3 separate regions of the Ovis aries genome follow, and regions 2 and 3 are each linked to region 1. A link is a contact called in public Hi-C data. All regions are on one chromosome and are shown on one strand. Each heading gives the region's core, a stretch centred on a gene start, on an enhancer-like site or on the middle of the called end of the contact. The rest is flanking DNA. Distances are from core to core; before and after follow the strand shown.

Region 1 (4,268 bases), core at 1,438-3,937:
AGTTTGGAGGCGTTGAGAGAGAGTGAGAGAGCTTTGAAATTCTGACTTGGCTGGGGCCTGGGTAGCATCACTACCTTCTCGTGTGACATCTCAGTGTCCTAGTCAACTTTGTGGAATGAGGAGAATCCCTCCTTTCTGAGGATGATATGACTGGGACCTGGAAAGTCATATGCACTCAACAACAATACAGTGGCGCCTCCAGGCAGCCCACACAAGATATGCCTGACGCTGGTCATCAGTCCCCCGGTACTGGATGGTCCACCCACCTACTCTCACATCCATTACGTTGCCTAATCCTCCACTGGGGAAGCAGGGCAGGAGTGCTTGGCCCCTTCTATAAATGGAGAAACTTGGAGAAACTAAAGCTGTGAGGTGGCCCAGGCAGGTGGTGGTAGAGCTGGTCCCAGAACCCGGGTCTCCCACTTCTAAGCCAGAGACCTGTTATAATTTATCGCCAGGAGATTGTGACTTACAGAGAGAAGGCCTGGGATCAGATGGGCTGCAGAAGCTGGGCAGCTTGCTAGGATTAGAAGGTGAGCCTCACAGAGAAGACCACAGTCAAGGCCATGTGAGAATATGAGCAAGCAACCAGGGCAAGCCCTCTTCTCAAGAGGGCCACTGGTGAGGTGTGCAGAAGGCTGGGGGGTCCATGAAAGGGGCTCTCAGCCTGCCATGGAGGGATCAAATCAGATAAAACGCTGCCTACCATTCTCTTTCTATATATCAGCGCTTTCCCTGAGAGACCTTAGCTACTTTCAGGGCTTCACCATGACCTTGTGCTCACAAACTCCCACTCACACCCAAACATCCCATTTTATTAATTCTCTGGATATGTGTATATTGAGCATCTATGGTATGTGTCAGGGACTGTGGTAGGCAATGGAGATACTGGTGAGCCCACACGGCCCTTCTCCTCTTGAAACTTAAGAATCTATCAAGGGGACATAGACTGCATGTCCTGTTGTTTCCTCATCTGGGGTTCCCTCCCGTCAGTGACTGGCCCAACCAGGCAGTCAGCCAGTTACAAAAGCCATCCTTGACTCCTCTCTCATATCCATAGCCACCTGCATAAGTCTCCTTCCCCGATGCCCCAGCTCGGCCATCGTTTTCTCCTGATGGACTCTCCCCCACCCGCCACTGCAGCCTGATCACAAGACTGGCCTAGTCATTAAAGTGCAACTAAAAGCTGTGAGCTATATCCAGGGGCTCAATAGATTCTCCATAGGCAGGAAGTGGGGGTGGGAGAGAAGCAATCCACTGGCACACTGCTCTCTGAGTGTGAATTCCAGAACTCCTAGCCCACACCAATCTTTCTTTCTAGTTAAGTTCTAGGCACTTTCACTTGACAAGAACTTTCTGACCTTGGTTCTGTCAGTTTGTGTGTTCAGTCAACAAATATGTATTGCGCCCCCACTAGATGCCAGCAGTAGTCTAGGCTGAGATTAATTCAGTAACTTGCAGGGGCCTGTGATGTGCCAGGTGCTTACATACCTTGTTTTAGTCTCACAAACTATCTAGGTACTAAGAGGTTAACTTGCCCAGAGCCACACAGTTAGTAAGTAGCTGATGCAGAATTTGAATCCAAGCCTGTCTGATTTCAAAGCACATGGTCTTTGCAATGCTTCAGGCTTTTCCAGTTAAATATGATAATAAAACAGAACTTACTGATGAGAAAATAGGTTTGAATATGCTTCAATGACCAATGTAGGTTGATCAGTGGAACCTAAGTATTTATCTCCCAATCTCTGCCAATGTTTTCTCAGCATTCACTCCCCTTGGCTACAACATCAAGAAAAGTAATTCAGAATCCAGGCCTTGAAAGAGGATTGCAAAGCTCGTATCTTGACTGTACTTCAGCCCTAAGTATGGAAGTTATGGTAACTGCCTAGTTTTTTGTTGTTAAGCTGGTTAAGTCTTGTCTCACTGTTTTGGAACCCAATGGACTGTATCCTAAAAGTGTTGATAGGGTAGTGAGAGGTAGGAAAGCTATGAGATTCCAAGTGTGGGCTACACTACTTTTTAGTGGTGTGACTCAAACCAGTCCCTTTACCCCTTTATGACTCAGTTTTTTGATCCGTAATATAGGTCCATCATCCCGGCCTTTACTGCAGGAACCTAATGAGGAAATGGGTGTGAATGTGCTTTGAAAAGCACAAAATCCTGGGCACCCAGGGTTCACTGAGGTGATCGGGGTCGGTGATTATGATAAGTTTATTGTGAGCACCCACCCGTGCTCGGCGGTGCCCTGGATCCCATCCCGGCCAAAAAGGGGAAAAAGTGCTCCATTTACCTTCAAGGTAATTATCCGGTTGGGAGTCTTGATTTCGAAAGTCCCCTCCTCGGCGTCCGCCTTGCAGTCAAAGACCGCACTGGAGAGGTCGATGCTGTCCAACGGATTCGCATCCTGCGCGGTCCGCGAATAATACAGGTGACATTTCCTCTCGTCGAAGAAGAACCAGCGGGACTTCCAGCCCCGGATGGGCCCCTTGCCACCAAACTTACTTAAATATCCACAGAGTTTTGGGGGGGCCGCCTCCAGGGGCCGGGTGCAGCCCTCCGACTCCTCAGAAAGCGACACCTCGGGGACCTTGGCCAAGCCAGCAGGCTCTTCGGACCACTGGACGGAGGAACCAGACTCCGCGGTGTTCTCCTGCGCGTCCTCCATCGCAGAGGGACTGGAGGTTAGTGGCCCAACCCAAGTCAAATCTTGAAAACTCAGGTGATAACCTTCCAAGAGGGAGTGATCCGACGGGGGCGGGGCCAGTGGTGACCCGCCTCCAGGAGACGACGGAGGGACTCGGTTGGCTGCAGCTTGTGAGCCTCATAGATCGAAAGCCCAGTGGGGACGGATGGCCACGCCCATTCGGGCCTCGGCCTTCACGACACGCCCCGGCCCGCCCTCTGCCGGCTCCTCCTTACCCGCCTACTTCAGGCTTTTCCTCGTTGCCTGTCCGCCATCTTTACTGGGGGCAGCTTCCGGCATGAGGCGGTCCACAGGTTGAAGGCGTGGTGTCTCTGAATTAGTTAACCCGCGGAAGGGAAACTGAAAGAGACGCGGGCCCTCCGATACACTGCTCTGGTAACTCGCGTAATGACGTGGAGGGGTGGTCCTTTCTCGCTCCTCATGGGCCTCCCGCCTTTTCTCCCCAGGTACCGCTCCGGTCACCGTCGGACGGCGGACCGCGCGGCCATTGGCTGAAAGGGACGCCCTGCTCAGTGTCTCCACATCCGGCACTGCTCACGGCGTGTGGGGCTCGTAGGCTGATTACCCGCGGCTGTTTATTCGTGACTCACTCCTGACCGCGGCGGCCTTTCCCCACTCTGTCCCAGCCTCCTTTTCTGTCTGCTTGCGTTACCTGGGTCTGGCTGCTGCCCTGACAGAACCCGGTGCCTGACGAGGGTTGGACTCAGCAAATTGTGTACACAGACAAATGTGTACCTAGGCCCTGACTAACTCGCTCAACTTCATGTCTCATTCTACCACTTGACCTTAAGTTTTTCCCCTTCCCTCCTGCCTTAGGCGCATCCCTCCATTTGGGCTGTAGAGCCCATTTCTGTCCACCTCTTTCGAGCCATCACGGTGTCCTAGACCTTTCTTAGCTCCTCTTTCTCTGCAGTCCTTAACAAAATTCTCATTTTTCCGGGTAAATTATGCTCAGAGACTGAGATTGTCTTTGCCAGTACAGTAATTTTTTTAAATAGAGGCTCACTGCAGAAATTAAAATTTATAATAACAGTATTTCCCAGGTCACTAGTATACCGGGTAATGTCTCTTAATAAACTAATGAAGAAGTAACATCCTGAACTGTAAAACTGTAAAAGGGCCGAAAGGTTAAAACTGTTTTGGTAGATGATTTCTAAAACTGTTTTTCCTGTCTTCCCCTTGCATTGCTGGGAACTAAGTTTGCATTTTTTGTTACTGATTAATGCTGGCGGGCCTTCTTGCTAGTTTTGCTTGTTCCTTTTAACCCCAGTCTCAAGACTTTCCTTAAATACTCTTGGTTTCTCCCCAGAAGGCAGGACGGTAATTTTCAGGAAGTTAGTCTGCTACTGTCCTCATTTGCTGTCAAATCAATAAATTTCGTTTTCCTTTATCCTCAGAACCTTCTCATTATCCTCAGTCTGCATTGGGAAGGAGGACCGAATTTTCAGTTACAAAATCAGTAATATGTTAATTACACTGTTGTTCCAGCCAAAGCGGGGAATGAAAGCAATAAAATCCAAATTTAGTTCAGGTGTACCTTTCTATGAGTTGGTTCCTGGTATGG
Region 2 (4,406 bases), core at 1,206-3,705, 160 kb before region 1:
TCATTCTCATGCACTGCTCTGGGCCTTCAGCTCTGTGGGTCTCTCCTCAGGACACACCCTGCTTCTCTGTCCTTTCAGGGCAGCTGCACAAGGCTCAGTCCTCCACTGCTCAGTCCTCTGTACACTCTCTCCTTCAGGAGTCTACCTAGTCAGTCTTTCCTCACTCAGAATGGCTTCTGGATTTCTATCTCCAGCCCAGACCCACACTGAGCCTCAGAACTGCCTCTCCTCCTACCTAATGAACAGTTTCACCTGTATATTTATTTTTTAATATTTATTTACTTTGTCTATGCCTCGTGGGACCTTCAATCTTCTGTTGAAGCATGTGGGATCTTTAGTTGCAGTGTGTGGGATCTAGTTCCCTAACCAGGAATTGAACCTGGGGCCCCTGCATTAGAAGCCTGGTCTTAGCCACTGGACCACCAGGGAAGTCCCTCACCTGCATATTTATACCAAGTGTCCCAAACCTACCCTTCTCCCTTCCATCCAGAAGTGCCTCTTCCTCTCCCTTCCGTTGTTGTTACTTTGCTCATTAGTTCTGGAAGTCAAGCAGAGAATCAAGTTTGCTTTTTCCTTCAAACTTATTTCTCAGTTTTGTTGCAACTCAGTATAGGGTATTGCAATAAGTGAACCATGAACTTCCAGATGTTCAAGCTGGTTTTAGAAAAGGCAGAGGAACCAGAGATCAAATTGCCAACATCTGCTGGATCATTGAAAAAGCTAGAGTTCCAGAAAAACATCTGTTTCTGCTTTATTGACTATGCCAAAGCCTTTGACTATGTGGATCACAATAAACTGGAAAATTCTGAAAGAGATGGGAATACAGACCACCTGACCTGCCTCTTGAGAAACTTATATGCAGGTCAGAAAGCAACAGTTAGAACTGGACATGGAACTACAGACTGGTTCCAAATAGGAAAAGGAGTACGTCAAGGCTGTATATTGTCACCCTGCTTATTTAACTTATATGCAGGGTACATCATGAGAAATGCTGGGCTGGAAGAAACACAAGCTGGAATCAAGATTGCCGGGAGAAATATCAATAACCTCAGATATGCAGATGACACCACCCTTATGGCAGAAAGTGAAGAGGAACTCGAAAGCCTCTTGATGAAAGTGAAAGAGGAGAGTGAAAAAGTTGGCTTAAAGCTCAACATTCAGAAAACTAAGATCATGGCATCTGGTCCCATCACTTCATGGGAAATAGATGGGGAAACAGTGGAAACAGTGTCAGACTTTATTTAGGGGGTCTCCAAAATCACTGCAGATGGTGACTGTAGCCATGAAATTAGAAGATGCTTACTCCTTGGAAGGAAAGTTATGACCAACCTAGATAGCATATTCAAAGCAGAGACATTACTTGCGAACAAAGGTCTGTCTAGTCAAGGCTATGGTTTTTCCAGTGGTCATGTATGGATGTGAGAGTTGGACTGTGAAGAAAGCTGGGCGCCAAAGAATTGATGCTTTTGAAGTGTGGTGTTGGAGAAGACTCTTGAGAGTCCCTTGGACTGCAAGGAGATCCAACCAGTCCATCCTAAAGGAGATCAGCCCTGGGTGTTCATTGGAAAGACTGATGCTGAAGCTGAAACTTCAATACTTTGGCCACCTGATGTGAAGAGTTGACTCATTGGAAAAGACCCTGATGCTGGGAGAGATTGGGGGCAGGAGGAGACGGGGACGACCGAGGATGAGATGGCTGGATGGCATCACCGACTCAATGGACATGAGTTTGGGTAGACTCCGGGAGTTGGTGATGGACAGGGAGCCTGCGATTCATGGGGTCGCAAGGAGTCGGACACGACTGAGCGACTGAACTGACAGAGTATTGCAAGAGCCCTAGGCTGGAAGGCAATCCAGGGTCCTAGTCCCAGCTCCACCGCGGCTTTCTGGATAGCTTGTGGACAAGTCAGTGAACTTTTTGAACTTGTTGCCTCTCATATAATAGGACCAGCAACCACTTATCAAAAGCTTACAGTCCAAGTACTGTGATCACGGTGATCTATACGCTATGTCACGAACCTTAGGATGTAGAGTCTATAATTTTTCCAGTTCAGAGAAAGAGGAAAATAAAGCTCAGAAGGGTAAGGTATTCATGATCAAGAGCAGGGGTGGGCGCCAACCAGCTCTGTAATTATAACTCCAGAATTCATTCTTTCCATCACACCGTAGGGCGCATTCTCTTCACGCCCAAGGAAGCCAGCCTTCAGCCTCCTTAGGGAAATGTTTGCTCACCGATGCACGCACCCTACGACCGTCAGAGGTTACGCTCTCGGCTGTAAGCCATACTCCAAGCTCCAGGCAAGGCTGCTGGACTTCCTCTTTCCGCCGCACCGCTCTCCTAGAGGGTGGCTCCGCCCCCTAATCTGATTGGCTGTCGGGAGCGAGGCCGTGCTTGGGGGTTGGCTGCCCGGCGGGCAAGGACTGACGTGGCGGGGCCGGTGTGTGGGTCCCGCTGGGCTGCGGACCTAACCCACCGAGGAGGTGGCGGGCCCCTGACTGCTGGTGCAGCAGGGAAGCGTGAGCTGCCACCATGCCGCTGGAGCTGGAGCTGTGTCCTGGGCGCTGGGTGGGCGGGCAGCATCCATGTTTTATCATTGCCGAGATCGGCCAGAACCACCAGGGCGATCTGGACGTGGCCAAGCGCATGATCCTCATGGCTAAGGTGAGGGGGACAGTCTAGACAACTCGGGCACTAGCCCGGGGGCGGGGGGCGGGGTAGGGAAGGGCCTGGAGGAAGAGCGGCCTGGACAGGGGTGGGGCGGGGCTGCGGAGAGCCCGAATCATCCTCGCTCTGCCTCTCGGTGCCCTGCATCCGGCCTGGCGTCCAGCTCTCCAGGTTCACTTCCAAATGTTTCGAATCCTGTTCTTCATCTCTTTGCCACCCTCCTGATTTGTTTGCATTACTACAATTGCCCCCTAACCCGACCTCTCTCCCCCCTTTCTGGTGGCAGAATGATCTTTCTGAAACACAGATTCGATGAGCCTTCAGTGGCTATGCACTGCCACTGTAGAGTCGAAACCCTTTAATAAAGTCTTCAAGACTTTAATGACCTGACCTCTTTCAGCCTATCATTTTTTAAATCTCTGACATTTTCTGCGACAGTGAATTACTTCAAGGAAGTTCCTGAAAGTTGCCGTTGTCTCTCTCATTCCTTGTAATTACTTCATAGAATTTTGAGAATAAAGTAAAGATGTAAAACTGTTAGTACAGTACTTGGCAAATAGGACTCAATGCATGTTAGCTACTAGAGATACGATGTTAATGAACGCTCATGCCCCCTCTTCTCTTGGATGCTCTCTCCAACTCCTCCTTTCAGAGTTGGGTTCTTGTAATTTTTCCCATGGGATTGCATTGTCAGGGTCTGTTTAAACTCTCTTTGTTAAACTGTGAGTGCTCTGAAGGGGGGACCTGTCACATTCTTCATTGTAAACCCAGTCCCCAGCATAAGATCTGCACTGTGATTCCTTGGTTTAGAGGTAGTTCACTAAATCTTTTTTTCCTTTCACTTCTCTTCAGCCAGAGCTGTTCTGTCATTCGTAATTAGGTTTTCTTTTACTCTTTCAGGACTAACTCTGCTTTTATGGAACCCTACAGAATCATAAAGATACTTTATTTGGGGACTTCACTGGCAGTCCAGTGGTTAAGACTCTGCTTCTACTGTAGGGGATGTGGATTTGATCCCTGGTTGGAAAACTAAGATCCTGGGTGCCACGTGGCCAAAAAAAGAAATACTTTTATTTAAAATTTTTATTTATTTTTTCATTGAAGTATAATTGATTTGCAATAGTATTAGTTTCAGGTATAGAACATAGTGATTCAATATTTTTATAGATTATACTCCTCCATTTAAAGTTATTGTAAAACAATAGTTGTATTTCCCTCTCCTGTACAGTATATCCTCGTTGCTCATTTATTTTATACATAGTAGATGGTACTTCTCAATCCCACACCCCTTTCTTGCCCATCACTCCTTCCCTCTCCCCACTGGTATCCATTTGTTTGTTCTCTAGATCTGTGAGTCTGTTTGAAACCTAAGTGTCCATCGACAAACGAATGGATAAAGATATAGTATGTATGCACAATGGAATATTATTCAGCCATAAAAAAGAATGATATTCTGTCATTTACAACGATGTGAATGGACCTGGAGGATATTATGCTTAGTGAAACAAGTCAGAGGAAAACAAATACTGTATGTTATCACGTATGGGTGAAATCTAAAAAGTAAAATATACTTTTAAAGAGTAACAATTGCTAACATTTTTTAATGCTTACTGGGTCAAGTGCCTTAAATGCATCACCTAACTTTCAAATTTGATGCAAAGGGTGTGTTACACCTTGACTTATTTGGCAGTTTGCTTTTTTGCCAGTAGAGAAGCAATAAAAGCTTGGACAAAGAAACAAA
Region 3 (4,243 bases), core at 1,031-3,530, 260 kb before region 1:
CTTGGAGTACCATTCTTGGCTGAGAAACAGGATTCCAAGTAACCAATTGGCTCCGTTAAAAGATTCCCTACAGAAGAAAATTAGGTAAGAAATCATTAATCAAAAGGTCAAGTAGAATGAAATAATGCCATTTGCAGTAACACAGACAGACCTAGGGGCTTCCCTGGTAGCTCAGCCAGTAAAGAATCCCCCTGCAATGCAGGAGACCCTGGTTTGATTCCTGGTTTGGGAAGATTCTCTGGAGAAGGGATAGGCTACCCATTCCAGTATTCTTGGGCTTCCCTGGTAGCTCAGAAGGTAAAGAATCCACCTGCAATGAGCGAGATCTGGGTTCAAACCATGGGTTGGGAAGATCCCCCAGAGGAGCCCATGGTAACCCACTCCAGTATCCGTGTCTGGAGATCCCCATGGACAGAGAGCCTGGCCAGCTACAGTCCATGGGGTGGCAAAGAGCTGGACATGACTGAGCGACTCAGCACAGCACAGCACAGCACAGACAGACCTAGAGATTATCATGCTAAGTAAACCAGACTTCATGCTAAGTGAGAAAGCCAAATACATGATATTGCTTATAGGTGGAATCTAAAAAAAAGATAAAAACAAACTTATTTACAAAACAAATAGACTCACAGACACAGAAAACAAATTTACGGTTACCAAAAGGGGAAGAGGAGGATAAAGTAGGAGTTTGGGCTTAACATATACACACTATTTTACATAAAACAGCCAAAAATGACCTACTGTACAGCCTGGAAAACTATACTCAATATCTTATAACCTATAATGGTTATTATAAAGAGAATATATAAAAAGAATACACACATACATATAACTGAATCAGTTTGCTGTACACCTGAAACTAATACATTATATATCTACTATATTTCAATGAAAAATTTTAAAAATAAAATATAATAGAAAAATTATTTAAAGAGAAGTCACAATTTCCTACAAAATAGTGTTAACACAATGTATTAAAACCCACCATGATTATTTTTCTTTTCCAAGCAGGCAAAAATAACAACAAAAAAAAGGTCAAGAAAAGATGTAGGAAGACGTGTTTTCTTTAACCCAATGACTTCATAGTTTTAAAATCTACCAGATATTTCCTACATGCGTGTATGCTCAGTCTTGTCCAACTTTGTGACACCCCAGACTATAGCTGTCCAACTTTGTGATGCCCCAGACTATAGTTGGCCAGGCTTCTCTGTCCGTGGAATTTTCCAGGCAAGAATACTGGAGTGGGTTGCCATTTCGTACTCCAGGGGATCTTCCTGACCCAGGGATCCAATCTGCGTCTCCTGCCTTGGCAGGTGTATTCTTTACCACTGAGCCACCAGGGAAGCCTCTACCCGATGTTCAGTTCAGTTCAGTCACTCAGTCATGTCCGACTCTTTGCAACCCCATGGACCAACAGCACACCAGATGTTACGCAACTATAAAACAAGACTCTTAAAACATTCATCAGTTCAGTTCAGTTCAGTCACTCAGCCGTGTCTGACATTCATAAGTACATATAAATATCCTCATCATTACATATGCATTGTTATATCCTTTTAGATAATAAACTGGAAAGGACATGGGTGAAAGGAAAAATTCATGTTTAGAAGACTTACTATAATTCAAATTCTATGCTACCATAACTATGTATGCGACCTTGGTCAGGACTATGGAGTATTTCAAATAGAGAGAATAAGGTGCACAAAGTTAAATGACAAATTTTCTAGCATAAGAAGGGAACAAAACAGTTTGATGGAGTGTGAAATACAAGGCAAAGAATAAAAGATAAGGACACGGGTTGCATATAAGATGCTTTTAATGGAAAACAACACAATACATGAAACGAACTAGTTTTAAGCAATAAAGGGAGTGCCTGGGGTCACAGTACACAGTAGTTCTTAGTGCACGTGGCTGTTCCGCCAAGACCTTGCCAACCTTAGCCACCAAAGAGCAAAGAGATGACATCATCCCGCTCACCTCAGACACATCACGTGGTCGCCTGAGCACATGATCCATAACTTCGCAATAAATACGAAAAAACGACCCTGGTCTATTCAAGGTCTCGCAAGTCCCGTCCCCCCTCTGCAGTGAAAACGGTTCCCTGTTCCTGGAGGTCTTAACGCGCGCAGAACCGCCAGCCTCTTAGAAGTTACCTGTCTCCAGAGCCGGCTTCACACACCCGCACGGGGTCGCTGTGGCGCGAGGCCCGGACTCTTTCAAGTCGCGCATGGCTACGGGTCACACAGGAGCCCACCCAACGCGTTCAAACCTTCCGCTTCCGGTTTCCCTACCTGGCGCCTGCGTAGTAGCTGTGCCGGCGGATGGCGCCAAGATTGAGCACGCGCAGGGCGGGGGCGTTAGGGGATTGAGGCTGCGGGCGGGGGATGTCAGAGGCTACCACTAGGTGGCGGTTAGAGGTTGGAGGCCTTATTCCGCTTCTGCATCTGTCTTGTGCTGTCTCTCACGGACCCGCTTCAGTTTTAGGGTACAAGTTACCGCCCTTTCGGCCTTCCCTGGTGGCTCAGAGGATAGAGCATCTGCCTGCAATGCAGGAGACCCCGGTTCGATCCCTGGGTTGGGAAGATTCCCCTGGAGAAGGAAATGGCAACCCACTCCAGTATTCTTGCCTGGAGAGTCCCATGGACTAAGGAGCCTGGCGGGCTACAGTCCGCGGGGTGGCAAAGAGTCGGACACGACTGAACGACTTCACTTCACTTATCGCCCTTTCCATTGAGAACAAGTTGATGAAGGTTTATGCATAAAGATACTGGAAATAATAAGCAACCTACTCATCCAACGCATGATGCTAATTTTTAAATAAAAAGAATATGTATATACAGTTATCACATAGCGAGATGACGGGATGTTAAGAAAACGTTAATACTTCTTGAGTAGTGGGAATACACAGATGGTCGTTTATACTTCTCTGTATGCTCCCAATTTTTCCATAATAAAAAGGATGTTTAGTCAGAAAAGAAACCCAAATAAACCTCGTTTCAAATCTAATGGATGTGTAGCTCTACACCAGACTAGGTAGAGATAAGAAGTGGGGACTATTCCTTGTGCTCCATACCTCACGAGAACTGAAGTGAGAATGAAACTGAGTCAACGGCCATATACATTGGGATTGTAGTGGTTGTTTGGGGGAAGCTCTAAAAAGTTGAGGGCCTACAAGAATCAGTTTTCAGCACCTGCAATACCAGTTACCCCTGCAGCGCTAGCCTGGCCTCTCACGTGTGTGCGTGTGTTAGTCGCTCAGTTGTGTCCGACTCTGTGACCTCATGGACTGTAGCCCGACAGGCTCTTCTGCCTATGGAATTCTCCAGGCAAGAATGCTGGAGTGGGTAGCCATTCCCTTCTCTAGGTCATCTTCCCCACCCAGGTACTGAACCCAGGTCTCCTGCATTGCAGGCAGATTCTTAACCATCTAAGCCACCAAGGCCTCTTACCTACTTACTTGTAACCTCGTCTCCCACCTGTATATTTATAAAGTTTCTCTGTATACTTAATTCTGCTTCTGAGTTTTTTATCCTATTTTTTCTTGGGCTAGGGGAGGGAGAGAGACATATTGCTTGCAAAACAAATTATTCAAGATCGTAAAACTCCACAGATTTAAAAGTTTAACAACCATGAAAAGCTGATCCTAAACATGTTCATTTGTCATTAACTAATAGACCACCATCAGAAAATAACCATCAGAAGGAGTCAAAGATTTAAAGAGAGGATTGTGGGTTTTAAAACAAAAACTTTTAAAAGTGATAAAGTTCATAACCCTACATGTCCTCTGATAGGTTTTTTCCACGTGAAATTTGAAAAAGAATACCTTTATTCTGTTTTCATGAGGGAACAGTTCTGGGCAGCTATGAAACAAAAGTAAGTTGAGAACTGTTGAGCTCTTTGCACGATGTAAAACTGGGGCCGTAATGGCTGCAATTTTCCACTAGATGGGGGTGTTGCTAAAAGTGATAGTCGCTTTGTGGCCCAAAAGAGGTATTTGCCTTCTTGGCCTTAGATATCATATACAATGAAAGTCACGCCAAAAATACGATACCAAGTGTGACATGTTCTGAAATGCATAGCAGACTTGGAGACACTGATGAAGTAGATTGTTACTTGATTTAAAGGAAAAAGTTCTCTTTATGGAAAGCAGGAACTTAAATATGTAGCACTTTCATTATATGATTTGCAATTTTTATTACCCTGTCTAGAGGATATATGATTATATAAATAACAATTATATGTG

Evidence for each region. A called contact is a pair of places that touch in the nucleus more often than the background predicts.
Region 2: a contact with region 1 is called in a Hi-C map of liver, with 5 times the contacts expected there. The contact joins the promoter of NANS here to the promoter of TBC1D2 in region 1. A contact is called at or near these places in 9 of 16 Hi-C or Micro-C datasets (blood, liver, mesenteric adipose tissue and 3 more).
Region 3: a Hi-C map of tail adipose tissue shows a contact between it and region 1, with 4 times the contacts expected there. The contact joins the promoter of TRMO here to the promoter of TBC1D2 in region 1. A contact is called at or near these places in 7 of 16 Hi-C or Micro-C datasets (blood, liver, mixed tissues and 3 more).

Annotation. Positions count from the first base shown.
Region 1 is chr2:49,517,376-49,521,643 of ARS-UI_Ramb_v3.0, reverse strand. It overlaps TBC1D2 (TBC1 domain family member 2), which reads right to left and starts at 2,687. Exons shown (of 13, transcript XM_004004228.5): 1 at 2,291-2,687. The coding sequence starts at 2,665.
Region 2 is chr2:49,681,185-49,685,590 of ARS-UI_Ramb_v3.0, reverse strand. NANS (N-acetylneuraminate synthase) reads left to right here and starts at 2,455. Exons shown (of 6, transcript XM_004005271.5): 1 at 2,455-2,662. The coding sequence starts at 2,531.
Region 3 is chr2:49,772,449-49,776,691 of ARS-UI_Ramb_v3.0, reverse strand. It overlaps TRMO (tRNA methyltransferase O), which reads right to left and starts at 2,280. Exons shown (of 5, transcript XM_042243215.1): 1 at 2,154-2,280; 2 at 1-67. The coding sequence starts at 2,229.